Regions from separate parts of the Sus scrofa genome. Here all the other regions are linked to region 4. The links are chromatin contacts, called in public Hi-C and HiChIP or PLAC-seq maps. All regions are on one chromosome and are shown on one strand. Each heading gives the region's core, a stretch centred on a gene start, on an enhancer-like site or on the middle of the called end of the contact. The rest is flanking DNA. Distances are from core to core; before and after follow the strand shown. Region 1 overlaps CD200R1L (CD200 receptor 1-like). Region 2 holds the start of CD200R1 (CD200 receptor 1). Region 3 overlaps CD200R1 (CD200 receptor 1). Region 4 holds the start of CCDC80 (coiled-coil domain-containing protein 80).

Region 1 (2,700 bases), core at 38-2,537, 140 kb after region 4:
CAGCAACATACAAACTTCATCTTTCCAGTAGCACGACCTGTCCACATAGCACTCACAAAGGAGGAGACCTGCTTCCTCTCCAGGGTCTGTGACTTCCATGGAACCCCAGGAAACTGTGCAGTAGGCACAATGACTTTCAGAAACAAAGGGATACTCTTGTGTCGGCCACAAACTACCCTGCTCAATAGGTCTCTTGCTCTCCATTTTCATAAAGATAGCATAAAAGAGAATATGAAAAGATGTCCATTTCATCATGTTAAGGATCTAGATAAATGATTAATCTCATGGTCACATACAACTGTTTTCCCGGAAGGATCATATTCCTCTTAACAGGCAAGTCATAATAGCAATTTGAAACATAATTCATTTCTCCTCCCCTAAGCATCTTAACATTTGATAGAACTTCACATTTCTTCTTATTTTAGTGTATCTTGTTTAAATTTATGTATTTTTTCTGATTTTGAGCCTGTGCATTTTTTTTTCTCTCCCTCTTGGTTAAATTTAAAGTTTTTGGAGTTCCCATGGTGGCATAGTGGAATTGCATCTGACTAGTATCCGTGAGGATTCAGGTTCAATCCCTGGCCTCACTCAGTGGGTTGGGGATCCAGCATTGCCGTGAGCTGTGGTGTAAGTCACAGATGCAGCTCAAATTCCCACACTGCTGTGGCTGTGGCTGTGGCCAGCAGTTGCAGTTCTGATTCAACCCCTAGCTTAGGAACATCCATATGCCGTGGACGTGGCCCTAAAAAGCAAAAAAAAAAAAAAAAAAAAAAAAAAAGCAGTTTCTCTTGATTAGTCCTGTGGTCTCCTTCTACCTGGGGTGAGATGATCATTTCTTTCCTCTCTGGTGATTTCCATACCTCTAAGGAGCTCTCTCCTCAGTGTGGGGAGGTTTAGAGAAAAATGGACATGACTAGAAATGGGAAACTATGTCTGAGGTGTCTCTGTGTAGGGGCTCTGTGTATTAAGTAGAAGAAAAGTTTTAGGGAAGGATACATCAGGAACTTTTTTCCTACATACCATGTGGGCTCAAGGGCCATTTGCAAGAAGGTGGAATGAATAACAAGACTTTGCATTTCTATAGCACCCTTCCCAAGGACATTTATAAATATGGAACGATTATCCTCAAAACACTGTCTTCAATCGTTTATTTTCATATTTCATGAAGGGACACCAGACCAGGAGAAGTATCTCAACTCTGTCAGTTTTACCCAGCCCAGAGATGAGTCCTACCCTTCAAAAATGAGTGATGTCATCCAGCCGACCACTGCTGCTCCAGCCTGAAGCCTCCTGCCTCTCTTTGATTCTCCACTGTGTGCAACCAATGTTCTTGGCTCCTTGTGTGATCTTAAAATGAGTGTTGGGTGAATCAGTCAGAAGATTTGGACATTCTGTTCAGAAAATGTGATAAATTCATCAAGATTTGCTGGATCTGCAAAACTCCTGGCATTCTCAGTAGAATAGCAATCTTCTGTCCCCAGATGACTTCATGAAATGTGGGACTTGTGTGAGGAGATGATACAGTTTCTCCATTGCCCTGAAAGAGACACACCCTGTCACAGCTCCCTGCCTTTATCCATGATGTCTTCTCTTCCCTGCCCTTGTCTACCTGTAGCATTCCTCTGCATATTTTAGGACTCAGTTTGACCATTATCATCTTCATCCAGGCTTCACATGCATTCTCAAGTTCTGCTTTCTTAACAGAGTCCCTAATTTGGTCAGGTCTCTAGTCACTCCCTCCCACCAGGGTGAATGCTTGGTGAAAGGCACTGACCTTAGCCCAGCTCTATGAAAGGCCTAATTAGTGTAAGCATAATCTCAGCCCCTTTGCTAGAGATTGTATCTGTGACTTTGACCAATCAGACAAGAGAGGAAGCCTATGGGGGCTCTTGGTCCTCACTCTTCAGAGGAAGAAATGGGTTTGGGGAAGAAATGGTCAGGCTTCTTCCTCTGGGCATGCTGTGTCTGGCTACAGCCTTGGGATGGCTGCTACCTACTCACGTCCAGCTTGAGGATGAAGCAAACACTGACACTGATGATAGCAGAGCAGAGAAAGGATAAAATCCAGTCTTGAAGGCTTTGTAAAGCCATTGAAACAACCAGACTTGAAGTTGGCCCTACTTCTGGATGCCTTCTTATGTAAAATAGTAAATGACCTTATTAACTGTCAGAGTCCTACTTTGTTTCTTGCAGCTGAAAGCCTCATAATGTACCCAATGCTTTTCCTTAACTACAAGCCACATCTTCAGTAAGAACTGAGTATTCCTTCCTTTGATTGCTAAAGGTATATACCTTTTTTAATACATCAATACTGGATTTTAGTGATCTGCTTATTTGCCTATCTTCTTCACTGTGAAATCTTTTTTTTTTTTTTGGTCTTTTATATTTTTAGGGCCACACTTGTGGCAGGCATATGAAAGTTCCCAGGCTAGGGATCGAATTGGGGCTACAACTGCCAGCCTACACCAGAGCCACAGCAACGCGGGATCTGAGCCACATCTGTGACCTACACAACAGCTCACGGCAACGCAGGATCCTTAACCCACTGATCAAGGCCAGGAATTGAAGCCGCAACCTCATGGTTCCTAGTCGGATTCGTTTCCACTGTGCCACAACAGGAACTCCCAACCATGAAATCTTTAAGGATCATATTTTATTTAATATTCGATTCACATTTTACTTACTTATTTTTAGAGCTTA
Region 2 (2,700 bases), core at 2-2,501, 250 kb after region 4:
CTTCTATGCCTACTTTACTCCTGTGTAGATCAAAGGAGAGAAAGTATGTGAAAATTCTCCATAGAAAAGAACGCTCATACAGTAATACAGTTACTGTATTGAAGGGTGGAAAAGATTGAAGGGTGGAAAAGCAAATATTTAGCTAGAAGACACAATATTTTAAAGTCATTTGTATGAGAAAAAAATAACTTTTCTTCTTTCAATTAACAAACTCTAAAATTTAAAACCAAATGTTTCCTTGCAGCTGCTCCCATTTACTAAAAATGAAACCTGAAAACTACCTCCCACATCAACTCCTCCCAACCCTCTACAGTGAAACCAGGACACCCCCACAATAGCCCCAAGTTCTCCACAACTTCTGCAGGAAACTAGATGTTGAAGAATGTGTCTTTTAACCCAGAAAGTGTCTCTGGCAGCCCCCACATGTTAAAGATAAATACAGATCTGCATTACAAACGTATTTCAAACTTCTGAATATATTATATTTTAAAAAGCACCTGGTCATCAAAAGTGATAAGAAAGCAATAAATTTTCCTAATTTATACTGTTCACAATATGAACATAAATGGGTTGGGATGATTATTCAAGTTTTTTAAGAAAAGGAAATGAAAATAACTTCATTTTCATCAGATGACTTGGATAGTTACTAGAAATTAACTGAGTCTGTCTCCTTTCAAAAAAGGGGGAGGGGGAATAAGGAAGTGGGCAGGGGGGCAAATTATAGAGATATGCACAGTGTAGTAGGAAACTAAGTAAAATAGTTAAACAAAGAGGAAAATAAGAATAACAATAAAGCAAAATAAATCTAGGAGGAAACCGCTCCCCCATATTTCTGATTGCAGTTATCGTGCGTTGCTCCCCAAGAAAACAAAGAAAGCTCAGGAAAAGCTGAGACCAGCTTTCTCACCAGTCATTCTCCTCTCACCATCCCAAAGAGAATTCACACTTACCAGCAACTAAGAAGAGAGTCAAACTCAGTAGTAGCTGAAGATCAGAAGTTACCCAAGTGCAGGGCATTTCTGTTTTCTTATTTTCTGACCTTCACTCAACACTGTTCCTCCACACAGGTGTAAAAAGAGCTATGGACATGGTGAGGCTTTCTTTGGTCGACTTCTCCAGGAAGTGCTGGATCCTCTTAGCCCATTAGCAACATGATACTCTTTTCCTCCTACCCCCTTCCTTCAATTCTATGTGTTTCAGCCTGATTAGTAACTTGGAACAGAAGAAACTCTTCTCTGGAACTTGACACAGCAATAGATTTCCTGTATGAAGCACTGAACCAAAGACGGAGGAAGCAGATTGACTGAGTTATCTTTCAGCTCATTGGTCTTCCTCTCACTTCTGCTGTACATAGATAAACTTTACAGTGAGGCATTGAACATGCCCAAGATAAACCGATTTGCCTAAACTTAATTTAAATAGCAAAACAGGATATTTATCTATATTTGGCCCATCCCTATAAATTTCCCCTATAAATAACTTTTAGAAGCTTTCTCCAGTTGAAGAGATATCTAGCCTCAGTAATCAAGTTAGTAATAAAAAGATTTTCCCTTAAAATTCTCATGTGATTACTCTCTATAAGGGAGTAGCATATAACTCAAGAAGCAACCTAAATGTATTACTTTCCTATTACTGCTATAAATTACTACAAACTAAATGGCTTTAAACAACACATAATATTTATTCATAGTTCTAAAGGTGTGAAGTTCAAAACAGATCTTACAGAGCTAATATCAAGTGTTGGTAGGGCTGTGTTTTTCTAGATACATGGGGAGAATCTGTTCTTTGTCAATTCCAACTTCTAGGAGTCACCTGAGTTCTGTGTCTAATGGCTGCATAATTCCCACCCCTGTTCCTTTGCCACATCTTCTCTGATGGTAACCCTCCTACCTCCCCCTTATAGAGATCTTTGTGATTGTATTGGACCACCCGGATAATCCAGAATAATCTCCCCATCTCAAAATCATTAACTTAATCACATCTGCAAAGTCCTTTTTCCCATGTGAGGCTACAAATTTGCAGGTTTCAGAGGTCAGGGCATGGACATTGTGTCAGGGGAGCATTATTCTGGCTTTCACAGTTCAGTACTTACTTCCATTCACTTTCTTGTTTGAAGAGCTAGCTTGATCATTTGAACTAAATTACAAATAAACACTCATCTTTAGTTGCCACACATCTGAAACTTAACACTTTCAAAAAAAAAAAGTCCATGATTTTCTTTTCTGCAGAAAGTTTCCTTTGTGTCGTATATTATATTTCAGATATAAGTGATATCATATGGTATTTGTCTTTCTCTTTCTGACTTACTTCACTCAGGATGAGAATCTCTAGTTCTATCCATGTTGCTGCAAATGGCATTATTTTGTTCTTTTTTATGGCTGAGTAGTATTCTGTTGTATATATACCACATCTTCCTAATCCAATCATGGACTTGGAGAATAAACTTGTGGTTGCCAAGGGGGAAGGGGAGGGACTGGGAGGGACTGGGAGCTTGGGATAAATAAATGCAGAATGTTGCCTTCGGGATGGATTAGCAATGGAATCCTGCTGTGTAGCACTGGGGAACTCTGTCTAGTCACTTATGATGGAACATGTAACATGAGAAAAAAGAATGTATACATGTAAGTGTAACTGGGTCACCATGCTGTACAGTAGAAAAAAGATACATATAAATAAATGATAAAAAAAAAAACTGCCTTA
Region 3 (2,700 bases), core at 17-2,516, 230 kb after region 4:
TTGATAAAGTGGACATTATCAAAATTTTAAAATTTTGCTCTTTGAAAAATATCACTAATAAAATGAAAGGTAAACCACAGATTAGAATAAAATATTTGCAATATGTGTATTTAACAAAAAATTGCTATGTAGACTATGTGAAGAACTTTTACAATTCAGTAATTTTAAAAATCAATTTTAAAAACAGGCACATGACTAGAACAGACACTTCACCAAAAAAAGAAAATTCAAACTTCTAATAAATACACAAAAATTTGTTCCACATTAGTAATCATAGAGGAACTACTGATTTAAATCACTGAAAGATAATGATTACACACCTATAAGTATGGCCAAAGTTAAAAAGATTGATAATGTGTAATTGGCAAGAGTGTGAAGCCATTGGAACTCTCATACATTACCAATGGGAATGTAAAAGAGCATAACTACACTAGAAAATTCCTGCATTTTTTTTTCAAAAGTCAAACACATGCCCACATATAACCTCACCATTCCAATCCTAGGTATTGACCCAAGAGAAATAAAAACCTATGTCCACACAAAGATTTGAGCATGAATGTTCGTAGCAGGTTTATTCACAATGATCAAAGACTAGAAACAACCCAAATGCCAATCAACAGATAGACAAGTTATCCCTATGATGGAAAAGTATTCATCAATGAAAAGGAACACACACAACATGGATGAATCTCAAAATCATTCCCTTGAGTGAAATAAGGCAGACAAAAAAGAGTACATAGTACACACTACACAAAGTACTACTACTAATATAAAATGCTGACTCATCTATGGTAACAAATAGCAGACCAGTGGTTGCTTACAGATGATGGGAATGAAGGCAAGAATAGACTACAAATATACATGGAGGAATATTTGAAGAATAGTGGAAATGTTTTGTATCTTGTTTGTGACGATAATCACAGGTACATAATACAACTGTCAAACCTCATCAAATTGTACCTTTTAAATGGACACAGTTAACTGTACATAAATTATTCCTCGATTTAATTAAAAATACCAGAAACATCAGGTTTCAGCATACATAATATTAAAACATGCATCTACACAAATAAACACAAGATAAAACACAAATGAAAAGCCCTTGACGCTGAAGATAATTTTTTAAAAAACCTTTTCCATGTAAGTCAAAATCATCAGTAGGAGTAAGATTGTCTTGTGATTTGACTACAAATGAAACCTCTTAGTCACTTTGAACACTCGCTTTGAGTTTCCCTTCCCAAGTTGTCATTGTCATATGCCTGAGCAAGTATATACCACCCACACAGTGGACACTGTACAGACATGACTGTGCAAACCTATACTCAAAGGCTTCCTCCAGTGAGTGAAAAAAGGCTCTCAGAAACAGCACATGGTTTTCTGCTGCTGTTAAAACAGTTTTTATGTATTGTAAAATCCTGAGCTCTACTGACTAAAAATGTTAGAGGTAAGCATTTCTGATATTTAACCATTCCCAGGATAAAAAAAGAAAAAACCCGATTCAGTAACTATTATTAACCAAAATAGAACATGGATTACACCATTACTTAAATAGTTAATGTAGTTGCTTAGATAATTATTTCTAATGTATGAAGATGGGAAACAAAAAGTTAAAGATTTCCCGCTCTTTCATTTATCTACATGGTTTTGGGAGAATACAAACAAAGCAGTAAGGTATTTCATAAAATGAATTTTAAGCTAAAAGAATCCTAAAATTGAAGCAAAACCGTAGACTAAAATATTTGGCTATGTTCCAAAAAGATGACTATACAGTTGTAAAAGAGAACAATGCAGAATAGTTTTATTTTTACATTTCTTTTGATATTTTTCTCTAGGACTTGAGGCTTCTATGCTAGTATTGAACTAATTAGAAGTTATTCTTATTGCTTATTATGGACTTTACATCTTTACTTTTCATCTTCATAGTTTTTAACATTTAATGAACTTCCTACTTTAACATAAACACAACACAGTATACATTGAAATACATTGAATATGTTTTAACACATTGAAATCTGCGAGAATATTCTGATATTTTACATAAAGAAAACCAAATAATATAATTATTTCATTCTTCATTTGGTGTTTCAAGCTTTCAAACGTCAAAACCCTGCAAGTTATTATGAGTACGGATCTAAACCATTTTGGATTAGGCAATGAAGCAATAAAATAACTCTGTGCCATTGTGTTTATTTTAAATGGAAACTTTAATCTTTAAGAGAGATATGCTGCTTCATTTTTACTGGGTTTAAAACCTCAGCGTGTAATGTTCTTAGGATACCATTCACGAGTTATCCCTTACTTATTAAATGAATCTTTCCACAGAAAAGAAAATCATGGACTTGGAGAATAGACTTGTGGTTGCCAAGGGGTCGGGGGGTAGAGTGGGATGGCTGGGGTGCTTGGGGTTAATAGATGTAGGCTATTGCCTTTGGAATGAGTTAGCAATGAGATCCTGCTGTGTAGCTCTGGGAACTATGTCTGGTCACTTATGATGGAGCATGATAATGTGTGAAGAAAGAATGTACACATGTATGTGTAACTGGGTCACCATGCAGTACAGTAGAAAATCAACAGAACACTATAAACCAGCTATAATGGAGAAAAAAATCATTATGTAAAAAAATTTAAAAAAAATAAATGCAACTCTGAGACTGACATCTTAATCACACAAAGACCCAGAAATTCAAATTAAATTGCCAA
Region 4 (2,700 bases), core at 199-2,698:
CTTTTTCCTTTTTCTTCAATTTCTTTTTGTGTTCCCCAATTCATAAAAGAGTTTCATTTATTTGCTTAGCCAGAGCACTTGTACTTTTAGAGTCCTTCATTCTGGAATAATTGTGTAACCATCCTTTTTGCCTTTCTTAATAGGTCCTTAAAGTCTTTTATTCTTTTTCTTGAATATCCCATGGCTTCCACTAACCTACACAGAATGTGCATAACATTCGTCATCTATGCAATGGTAAAGTTGAAATCAAGTCACTTTAGCAACCTGGATTGTACGGGGAAAGCCAGCCCAATCCTGACCTGTGTCTTCCTGGGGGGACTCAGACTTTCTTCCCTCCTGTAAGCATCAGCCACTAGATGGCACGCTAAACACACAGGAGGGAGAAAACCTAACTGCCACCTCAGTGTCTCCCCAGTTTTCCCCACCGCACCCTCTCACAGACTCACAAGCATTTTTCAACCTCAACACATAAAGCCTCTCCTGGGACCTCAGAAAATATTCCCAGGAAAGTCCAGGGAGCATACATCTGTTAAGAGCAGTTAGGAAGCAAGTTAGCATGCACCTCTTTCTGGAAAAGCCCATACCGATGTATGATTTGCAATGATCTTCAATTTCTAGTCCATTTCTAGTCAATTTCTAGGCTTAAAATCTCTGGTTTTTGTTGTTGTTGTTGTTGGTCTTTTTAGGGCTACACCCATGGCATATGGAGATTCCCAGGCCAGGGGTCCAATCGGAGCTACAGCTGCCAGCCTGCACCACAGCCACAGCAACGCCAGATCCGAGCTGCCTCTGTGAACTACACCACAGGTCACGGCAACGCTGGATCCTTAACCCACTGAGCAGGGCCATGGATCAAACCCAGAACCTCATGGTTACTAGTCAGGTTTGTTTCCTCTATGCCAGAACTGGAACTCCTCCTAAAATCTCTATTTTTAAAAGCACTCCACCTAGATCTTTCCTTTTTTTTTTTTTTTTTTTTTTTTTTTTTTTTTTTTTCTGTTACCTAAGAAAGAAATAGTAACTAATTGCAGAGAGAGAGAAAGAGAGTGGAGAGAGATTTTTGAGATCAATGTTGAGAGAAATGTAAAAAGAATAAAATCCAAAACTAGATTTTAGAAATCCTAATTTAGGAACACACTGACAAGACACTGCCTGACATTTGTCACACAGTAATTTGGAGGGAGTAAAGGAAAGAATGTGCAAAACAGAATTACTTCAGTGACACTGGGATAGGGGGGATTATTTGATGAAAATCATACTAAACATAAGGAGGCAAGCAGAGGAGGGTGTGCTAACTGAGCAGAACTGCACTGACCTGGGACTAAGACTCAGGAAAATATCCTGTCCCAGGCACCCGAGAGAAACTATCGTTTCTGTCACATACACTTGATCCTCTGCACAGAGCAACACTGTGTGGATCTTACTGACTGGATTCAAAACATTGTTCTACTGCCTAAAAAAAAAAAAAAAAAAAAAAAAAAAAAATTATTTACTGAAGAGGAAACTATGAAAACAAATGAAGAGGAAAAAGATGCAAGTTCTTCATGTGGTCTTGAAGGGAAACCACCTCTCCCACTCTGTGATAACCGGTACCCCCAGCAGGAAAAAGAGCAGAGCCATTTTCTTCCCTTTTTCCATTTGCAGACTTTAATCAAAATTCAGTTTTCAGCCATGTTTATGGTGTTCAGAGTGAAAACGAACTCTTCTCTTTCTTAGTATAGGACAAACTAAAGTAATAAACAGCAAAGTCAAGGGGAAAGCCCATAATCAGGCTGCTGCTGCGGCCCAGGGAGGCTCCGAAGAAAGGGTAATCCCCAAAAAGAAACACCCTGAACTTGTCCCTGAAATGTCAACAAGGTCACAGGCTTAATCCAAAGTTAAGGTATATGTATACTTAAAAAAAAAATAAATAAATCAAAATAAAAGTTACCTGGTAGATATGGGCCAAAACTTTGGGGGAGAACAGTTTCAATATCCTTTTTTTTTATTCATTTAGTTTTGATTACTTCAGTTTTTTTGTGTTTTTTGTTGCTGTTGTTATTTGTTTGTTTTTGGTGGTGGTGGGGGGACTTAAAGGACTTTTTTCCAAGTGGAAAGTTGTTTAATTAAGAAAATGTTGAATTCTTTTTTTTTTGTAGTTTTTTTATTACTCAATGAATTTTATTACATTTATAGTTGTACAATGATCATCACAACCAAATTTTATAGCATTTCCATCCCAAACCCTCATGCATCCCTTCACTTCCCCCAATCTGTCTCATTTGGAAACCCCAAGTTTTTCAAAGTCTGTGAGTCAGTATCTCTTCTGCAAAGAAGTTCATTGTGTCCTTTCTTTAGATTCCACATGTAAGTGATAGCATATGACCTTGGTGTCTCATTGTCTGACTGACTTCACTTACCACAATAATTTCTAAGTCCATAGCCACAAATGCTGTTATTTCTTTCCTTTTAATGGCTGAGTAATATTCCATTGTGTATATGTACCACTTCTTCTTTATCCACTCCTCTGTTGATGGACATTTAGGTTGTTTCCATGTCTTGGCTATTGTATAGAGTGCTGCAATGAACATTGGAGTACATGCATCTTTTCAAGTCATGGTTTTCTCTGGCTAGATGTCCAGGAGTGGGATTGCTGGATCAGATGGTAGTTCTATTTTTAGTTTTCTGAGGAATCTCCATACTGTTTTCCACAGTAGTTGC

The links. Hi-C and Micro-C count contacts between places; a contact is called where the count stands out from the background. HiChIP or PLAC-seq counts read pairs in DNA pulled down with a chosen protein or histone mark.
Region 1: a Hi-C map of mesenteric adipose tissue shows a contact between it and region 4, with 3 times the contacts expected there. The contact joins the enhancer-like site here to the promoter of CCDC80 in region 4. A contact is called at or near these places in 21 of 47 Hi-C or Micro-C datasets (alveolar macrophages, blood, brain and 12 more) and 2 of 2 datasets of contacts at active chromatin or transcription factors (alveolar macrophages and skeletal muscle).
Region 2: a contact with region 4 is called in an H3K27ac HiChIP or PLAC-seq map of alveolar macrophages, with 13 times the contacts expected there. The contact joins the promoter of CD200R1 here to the promoter of CCDC80 in region 4. A contact is called at or near these places in 1 of 5 promoter capture datasets (liver), 33 of 47 Hi-C or Micro-C datasets (adipose tissue, alveolar macrophages, blood and 15 more) and 2 of 2 datasets of contacts at active chromatin or transcription factors (alveolar macrophages and skeletal muscle).
Region 3: a contact with region 4 is called in an H3K27ac HiChIP or PLAC-seq map of alveolar macrophages. The contact joins the enhancer-like site here to the promoter of CCDC80 in region 4. A contact is called at or near these places in 5 of 47 Hi-C or Micro-C datasets (alveolar macrophages, mesenteric adipose tissue, omental adipose tissue and 2 more) and 1 of 2 datasets of contacts at active chromatin or transcription factors (alveolar macrophages).

The regions. Positions count from the first base shown.
Region 1 is chr13:147,065,193-147,067,892 of Sscrofa11.1, reverse strand. CD200R1L (CD200 receptor 1-like) reads right to left here. Exons shown (of 6, transcript NM_001244415.1): 6 at 1,132-1,537. The coding sequence ends at 1,453. Among named protein-coding and RNA genes, the nearest start is that of CD200R1L, 42 kb to the right of the region's middle. Within about 2 kb of position 1,287, at least 9 of the 83 cell types and tissues checked have an H3K27ac peak or open chromatin away from gene starts, as enhancers often do. A contact at or near this core is called in mesenteric adipose tissue, omental adipose tissue, retroperitoneal adipose tissue and 1 more, where this site is marked.
Region 2 is chr13:146,951,686-146,954,385 of Sscrofa11.1, reverse strand. CD200R1 (CD200 receptor 1) reads right to left here and starts at 1,251. Exons shown (of 8, transcript NM_001243546.1): 1 at 951-1,251. The coding sequence starts at 1,017.
Region 3 is chr13:146,967,952-146,970,651 of Sscrofa11.1, reverse strand. The region is part of intron 1 of CD200R1 (CD200 receptor 1); the gene reads right to left. Among named protein-coding and RNA genes, the nearest start is that of CD200R1, 16 kb to the right of the region's middle. Within about 2 kb of position 1,266, at least 4 of the 83 cell types and tissues checked have an H3K27ac peak or open chromatin away from gene starts, as enhancers often do. A contact at or near this core is called in alveolar macrophages, where this site is marked.
Region 4 is chr13:147,202,081-147,204,780 of Sscrofa11.1, reverse strand. CCDC80 (coiled-coil domain-containing protein 80) reads right to left here and starts at 1,448. Exons shown (of 8, transcript XM_003132680.4): 1 at 1-1,448.